Linked DNA regions of Rattus norvegicus: region 1 is linked to region 2. A link is a contact called in public Hi-C data. All regions are on one chromosome and are shown on one strand. The core of a region is the stretch at or near the end of the contact, and the rest is flanking DNA. Distances in the headings are between cores, read along the strand shown.

Evidence for each region. Hi-C and Micro-C count contacts between places; a contact is called where the count stands out from the background.
Region 1: a contact with region 2 is called in a Hi-C map of Schwann cells, with 2.9 times the contacts expected there. The contact joins two enhancer-like sites. A contact is called at or near these places in 2 of 12 Hi-C or Micro-C datasets (the A7r5 cell line and Schwann cells).

What each region holds. Positions count from the first base shown.
Region 1 is chr2:141,810,525-141,813,536 of GRCr8, forward strand. The region is part of intron 7 of Dclk1 (doublecortin-like kinase 1); the gene reads left to right. Among named protein-coding and RNA genes, the nearest start is that of Dclk1, 29 kb to the left of the region's middle. Within about 2 kb of position 1,312, at least 40 of the 93 cell types and tissues checked have an H3K27ac peak or open chromatin away from gene starts, as enhancers often do. A contact at or near this core is called in Schwann cells, where this site is marked.
Region 2 is chr2:141,695,691-141,698,942 of GRCr8, forward strand. It overlaps a transcript of Dclk1 not described here. Among named protein-coding and RNA genes, the nearest start is that of Dclk1, 86 kb to the right of the region's middle. Within about 2 kb of position 1,526, at least 40 of the 93 cell types and tissues checked have an H3K27ac peak or open chromatin away from gene starts, as enhancers often do. A contact at or near this core is called in Schwann cells, where this site is marked.

The DNA.
Region 1 (3,012 bases), core at 62-2,561, 110 kb after region 2:
GTCATCTTTGACTACATAGGGAGTTCAAGGCCAGCCTGGGCTATTTGACCTTGTCTAAACAAAACAAAGCCAAGGAAAGCCCTAAAGCCCTGGTGTCTTTCTTCTCTTTATACTCATTTGCTTTGCTGTTTATAATTTCCTTGTCTGGGTTCTCCATGCCAACAAATGAGGGCCCTTCCCAGGCCTACTTGCTGTACAGGTAGTCTGGATGGAAGCAGAAATCAGGCAGAAGAAGCTACTGGGAAACATGGGGTAGCATAAATTTTACTGATTCTTCGGGCTAGAAACTTAATTATAAATAAAAGTGATTTTTCACCCATTCACCCCAAAATGATTTTTTTTCCTTTTTTTTTCTTTCTCTCTCTCTCCTTTTTTCCCTTTTCTGGACATATTTAAAACACAGATTTCTGGTCATTAATGTAGAAATTGCTGTCTGGTGGCAGGGTGCAGAAATGCCCACTACAGGCAGCTGACTGAGCAGTCAGAATGCATGTGTGCCAAGCAGAGCACACACCTTCAATGCCAGCATCAGGGAGGCAGAGGCAGGGAGATCTCTGGGGGTTGAAGGCCAGCCTGGTCTACTTTGTGAGTTCTAGAACAGCCAGAGAAATATAGTGAGACTCTGTCTCAAAAATAAAATAAAATAAATAAAATATCTTAGCTCCTACTTCACAAATGAAAGGTGATGAGGCCACTGTAGAGAATCACAGGTTCAGCCTTGCATGAGGGGCCTTTTAAAATCCCAGTGCCTTGTTTAAAACCTCCAGTCACCATAAGGAGTAACTCCTCCAATCCATAGGTCAAGAAACTGGGTACCTAGAATTTAAATGACTTGCCCAAGGTTATAAAATAATATACATGTATAAAACTCAAGCTCTCAAGTGAATTCTGACTCGCAAAGCCCCCAGACTTCACTGCACTCTGAGTTAGGGAGAGACTAATCAAGAGCCACTGTGGGCCAGGTCCCATGCCATAGAACTAGACACATTCCTTCATGGAGTTGACATTCAATCATCAAAGACGGGCATTCAAGAAATAAATATGCACACAATTAGCTCATTGCAATTACATTGGTAATCTTGTAGCCTCTGGCTCATGCAAGCCGCTGAGGTCAAATGGCAGAGGTCTGACTTAATTGCACCTCAAATTCCAAATCTCTGCAAACAGCCTAAACACTCTCTTCTGCATAGCTGCCTCCATGAACTGCAGCAATTTTCTGTCATCCGCAGTCATTACTCCATTACTGCTGTATCCTGCTTCATGTAGCAGAGCCTCCTGGGAACGGGCTCACAAGTGGGGCTTTGTTAGTAACTTCTCTATGCTCCAAGCCCCAGTGATTAGACAATAAGGCTTCATTTCCCTCCACTGCACAGTCTTGAGGCATCCATTGTTTATCTGTTCCATACCAGACCGTTATCTAGCTCTGCAAATACCTCCTATGATTAGACATCAGTGTGCTCTTATTTTGAGATTATAAATTTGCAGGGTATTTTTAAACACCCTGCTCGTCGGAACATACTTTAACTTAAATGAAACATAAAGTAAATATATATATACGCTCTCCTCTTTTTCTCCCCTGGATTTAAAGAAGTATATAAAGAAACTTGCAGCCAGTCATAATAGTTTTTTTATATGTAAACAAGAAACTAATAGATTCACTTGCTATTGTATGTTTGTGAGTTGGTATATTTTTGAGGGATAAGTCTATCACAGAATACATATAAAACCAGAGCACATTTGGCAGGATTACCCATGAGATCCTTCTTGATTTGAAATGCTATTCAACTTTCCATGGGAATCGGAACACATAATGCTCACCCACTCGGAGTTTAGTCTGCAGGGCCTGCTCTGATGCTGTCTCATTTCGGAAACTTGAACAAGCCCTTTAATTTCTCCAAGCCTCCTTCGCAGGGATTTTATGGAGACAAAGAGATACAGAACAATCAGGTTCTTTGCTTTTTATTTCCCTTTTAGATGTAGCCAAAAAATTAAAACCACCTCACAGTACCATCCTACACGGGAAAAAGTCATATTTTTAATCTTTTATTGATGGTGCTTTCAAATTTCTACTATTCACCCAGATACTTTCTTTTTCTGTTTTGCAACAAAACATAGATCTATGAGATTATTTTGGGGAAAGTGTCACAGTAAAGTTAGTATAAAAACTTGAATCTATTTACTCCCTACAAGAAAGCTTAGCAAATACAAATGCCTCACTCCACACTCTGCTTTACTCTTTCCTTGAGAGATCTCCAAATCCTCCTGGATTGTTACATTGGTAACAAGTCCTTCACTGGTTAGATGTTTGATTAAGAGTTTTTAGTTAGCACAGGGATATATATATATATATATATATATATATATATATATATATATATACATACATACATATATATATGTATATATGTATATATTACAGATATCATTTTATGTAGTATAATTGGGTGTACAGAATTCTGGACCTATTTTACTTTTAAGTCTCACAGCACAAATATTAAAATGTAGCATAGTTTTAAAGCTCTGCACTGATTATGCAAATGACAGATTTAAGTGTTGCTAAGGTCGAGGTATTTGAGGGAGAAAGCATGGTCCCCCCTATTGCAGTGTGTCCTGTCACACTCTAGGTGAGAACTGCCCAGGAAGAACACAACTTACAGATTTATTTTTTTCATCAACTTTAATATTTTCCTCCAAGTCCTTCATGGGTTATCAGACCCGGTACATAATAATCAAATGGATGGGTGACAGACGGGTGACAGAGTGGGCGAGACAAGCGTGAGAATGTGCAGTGCTTCATTAAAGAATGAAGGGCAGAGGGGCTCAGACCATTTCTCAACCCTCAGTCATGTAGAAATACCACCTTTGCTCCAGTACAAACCTGTCTGAGGGCAGAGCAGGTACAGTAATTCCCCAGCCTCACTCCTGCATCAAGAGTAGTATGCATATACGCTAAAAGACAGATTATGAGTAAAGGGACTATTTTAAAATCAAAAGCTATGAAATCTATTTCTT
Region 2 (3,252 bases), core at 276-2,775:
CTCACACACACACACACACATACACCATATACACACATAGACATACACACACACCACATACACACACACCTCACACCACACCACACCATACACACACACACCACATCACACCACACCATACACACACAGATGCCACACACACACACTACACATCACACACATGCCATTCACACACACCATAACACACATACAAACCATATACCACACCACACATAAACACACATACCACATACACACCACACACCACACTGATACCACACCACACACACATACACACACACACACACACACACACACACACACACACACACTGAACCACTGTCCACCTTATTTTTTGAGGCAAGATCTTTTGTTGAACCTGGAGCTCACTGAATGGGCTGGACAGACTGGACAGCACTTCAGAGCTCTGCCTCTGCCTCCCCAGTGCTGGGACTCCAGGAGCGTGAGGCTATGCTGACCTTACTATACACCAGTCCTAAGGATTTCTTCAGGACCTCCTGTTTGTATAGCAAGCTCTCGACCAACTATGCCATCCCCCCAAGCCCAGAAATGAAAAATTGTAATTTTTTAAGTTGAAAGTTTTGTTAGGAAGAATTATTATAAAATGTGTTACCATTTGCACAAGTTTATCATCAAAGAAATGGGAAGATAAAAATGCAATGATGGTGTATTTTATGAAAATAGCACTTTATAAAGCTTTTGTGTAAGTACATAATGAATTGTAGACACATTGCATAACCGATTATAAAGAGAAAAGTTCATAATAGCTAATTTACAACACCATATTGTACAAGAACACCGAGTGTTAGCACAGAATAGAGGCTAAGCGTGGGACGAAGCGGGAGAGCGATAGATACCCTATCTGTTTTGTTTTAAAGAACGAGGAGCCTGCATGTGCCACATTTTACTTGAAAGATGTTTGTAATGGTCACATCGTGAATTATGGTTCCCTCTGATATAGCCTCTCAAGTCACAAAGAGGGAAAACTTTTTAACTTTACAAAACAGTATTTCTCTTCCCTAAGTAGAAGTGGATGCGAGCGACAGGGTCTGGAGAGATGGCTCAGCAGTTAACTGTACCTGCAGGGGACTAGAGTTCAATTCCCAGCGCCCATGTCAGGCAACTGCCTCGAACTCCAGCTCCACAGACACACATGCACACCAATAAAGTGTAAACAGATCTTTAAAACATGAGCAATAAAACTTTTATGTCTACTGTACCAGGAAAGGTGAAAATTGCCCATAAATATTTGAGAAGAAAATTAAAGGATTTTACCATAATCAACGAGTTCAGTAAATGGACTGAATTTCTTGGCTTCCATTTTTATGCTGGTTTGTGTTTATTTTTTACAATGATCTCTAAGGAATTAAAGGATCCTCCTCAGCTTCCAGTGATGTCTGAGGGCTATCCTCCATTTGGTCTGCAGAGGGCGCTCTTGTAAAGAAAATATCCTTGCTAAGGCCCCCTGATAAGAATCTAGGCCAGCTTCCTGCTGTCTTTGTTGCCATGGAGACCACACTCCAGTGAGGGGCAATGGGTTCCGTGGTCCCGATTTAGAAATGTGTAACCAGCAGATGCCTTTACTGCCTTTGTTTCAATCTTTGCCCTTGCAGAGCGACTCAGACCGGAAGCAGAGCCGAGAAGTCCATGTTTGTCTGCATGGTTTTGTTTCCTCGGTACACATCTGTCCCCTGAGACGAATGTGCTGCCATAATGAGCCAGTGGAAAAGGCGTGAATTCATAGCTAGAAAAAGAAACGTGCTCTCCTCCAGCCAAAGAAACAATTCAAATTATTTTAAAGAAAAAGCAAGTGTTCTTATTAGACGCTTGCTTTTACTGCTAATGTAAAGTATATGTGATAACTACTTATAGTAACTGTTTGATCAACTGAAATGTCTGAGACATACATGCCAGGGTGTGGGTTTCTGTGGGTTTAAAAGGACTTATTTTGCTGTAGATTGGCAGTTAAGAGCCTGCATTTGAATTCCGACTGACCTGAATTCAAATTCCTTCTTGTCTTCTATTCTATCCTACTCTGTCTTCTTTATCTACACATTGGGGTTTATATGACCGCAGTGTAATTTAGTGCTCTCAACGGTGTGGCTAACACAATCAACTTCTATAGAGAAAACGTTGATCTGGGTTTACAGCTTGGGAGGATTCAGGACATAGGTGGTTGCTTTGGGGTCTTTGAAGCTGTGTGTCAGCCCCAGTGGGACCATGGGAAAGCAAAGCTGTGGCTAAGGAGCCAGAGAGATGGGAGGAGCTGAGGTCGCACCATGCCCTGAGTAACCTAAGGACCTGCCACCAGGCGGGTGTCTGATGGCATCTGTACTAACTCCCAATACACCATGCTGGGAGGCTTTGCTGGCCAGTTGTATGTCAACCTCACACAAGTCGTTGGAGAAGAGGGAACCCCAGGCAAACCTGTAGGGCATTTTCTTACTTGGTGATTGATGTGGGAAGGCACAGTCCACTGTAATGGTGGCATCCCTGAGCCAGTGGTCCTGGGTTCTATGAAAAGCAGGCTGAGCGAACCACCAGGAGCAAGCCAGTTAGTAGCTCCCTCCATGCCTCTGCCTCAGCTCCTGCCCTGCTCGAGTTCCTGCCCTCACTGTTTTTGATGATGAGCTGTCATACAGAACTGTGAATGAGATACCAAGCCCCCAAGTTGCTTTTGGTCATGGCGTTTCATCACAGCGATAGTGACCAGAAGCTCTTGATGCTACAGCATGCGTGCTCACACACGCGCTCACACACACACAAACACACACACACACACACTTAATTATCAGGTACAGTGTGTTAAAAGCAATGCAGAAACTGATAAGACTATTTAATTAACGCCTCCAAATTTCTTACAGCAAGTGAGCTTAGAACTTAGATTTGCTTTCTGTTGCTATGGTGAAACACTGGCCAAAGCCATTTTGGAGAGGAAAGAGCTTATTGAATCTTACAGATCGTAGTCTGTCACCGAGGGAAGCTGAAGGTAGAACTGAAGCAAAGACTATGGCTGAAAGCCGTTCAACTGGCTTGGCCTCCTGGCTTGCTCAGCCAGCTCTCGTATACAGCCTGGGGCCACCTGGGAGCAATAACTATGGGGTGCCAAACCCTCCCATATCAATTATCAATCCAGAAAGTGCGGCACAGACTTATGTACCATCAGACAGCCAATCGGATGAGGGCGTTTCCTTAACTGAACTTCATCTTCCCAGATGACTGTAGCTCTGGAAATGGGATATCCTGATCCCT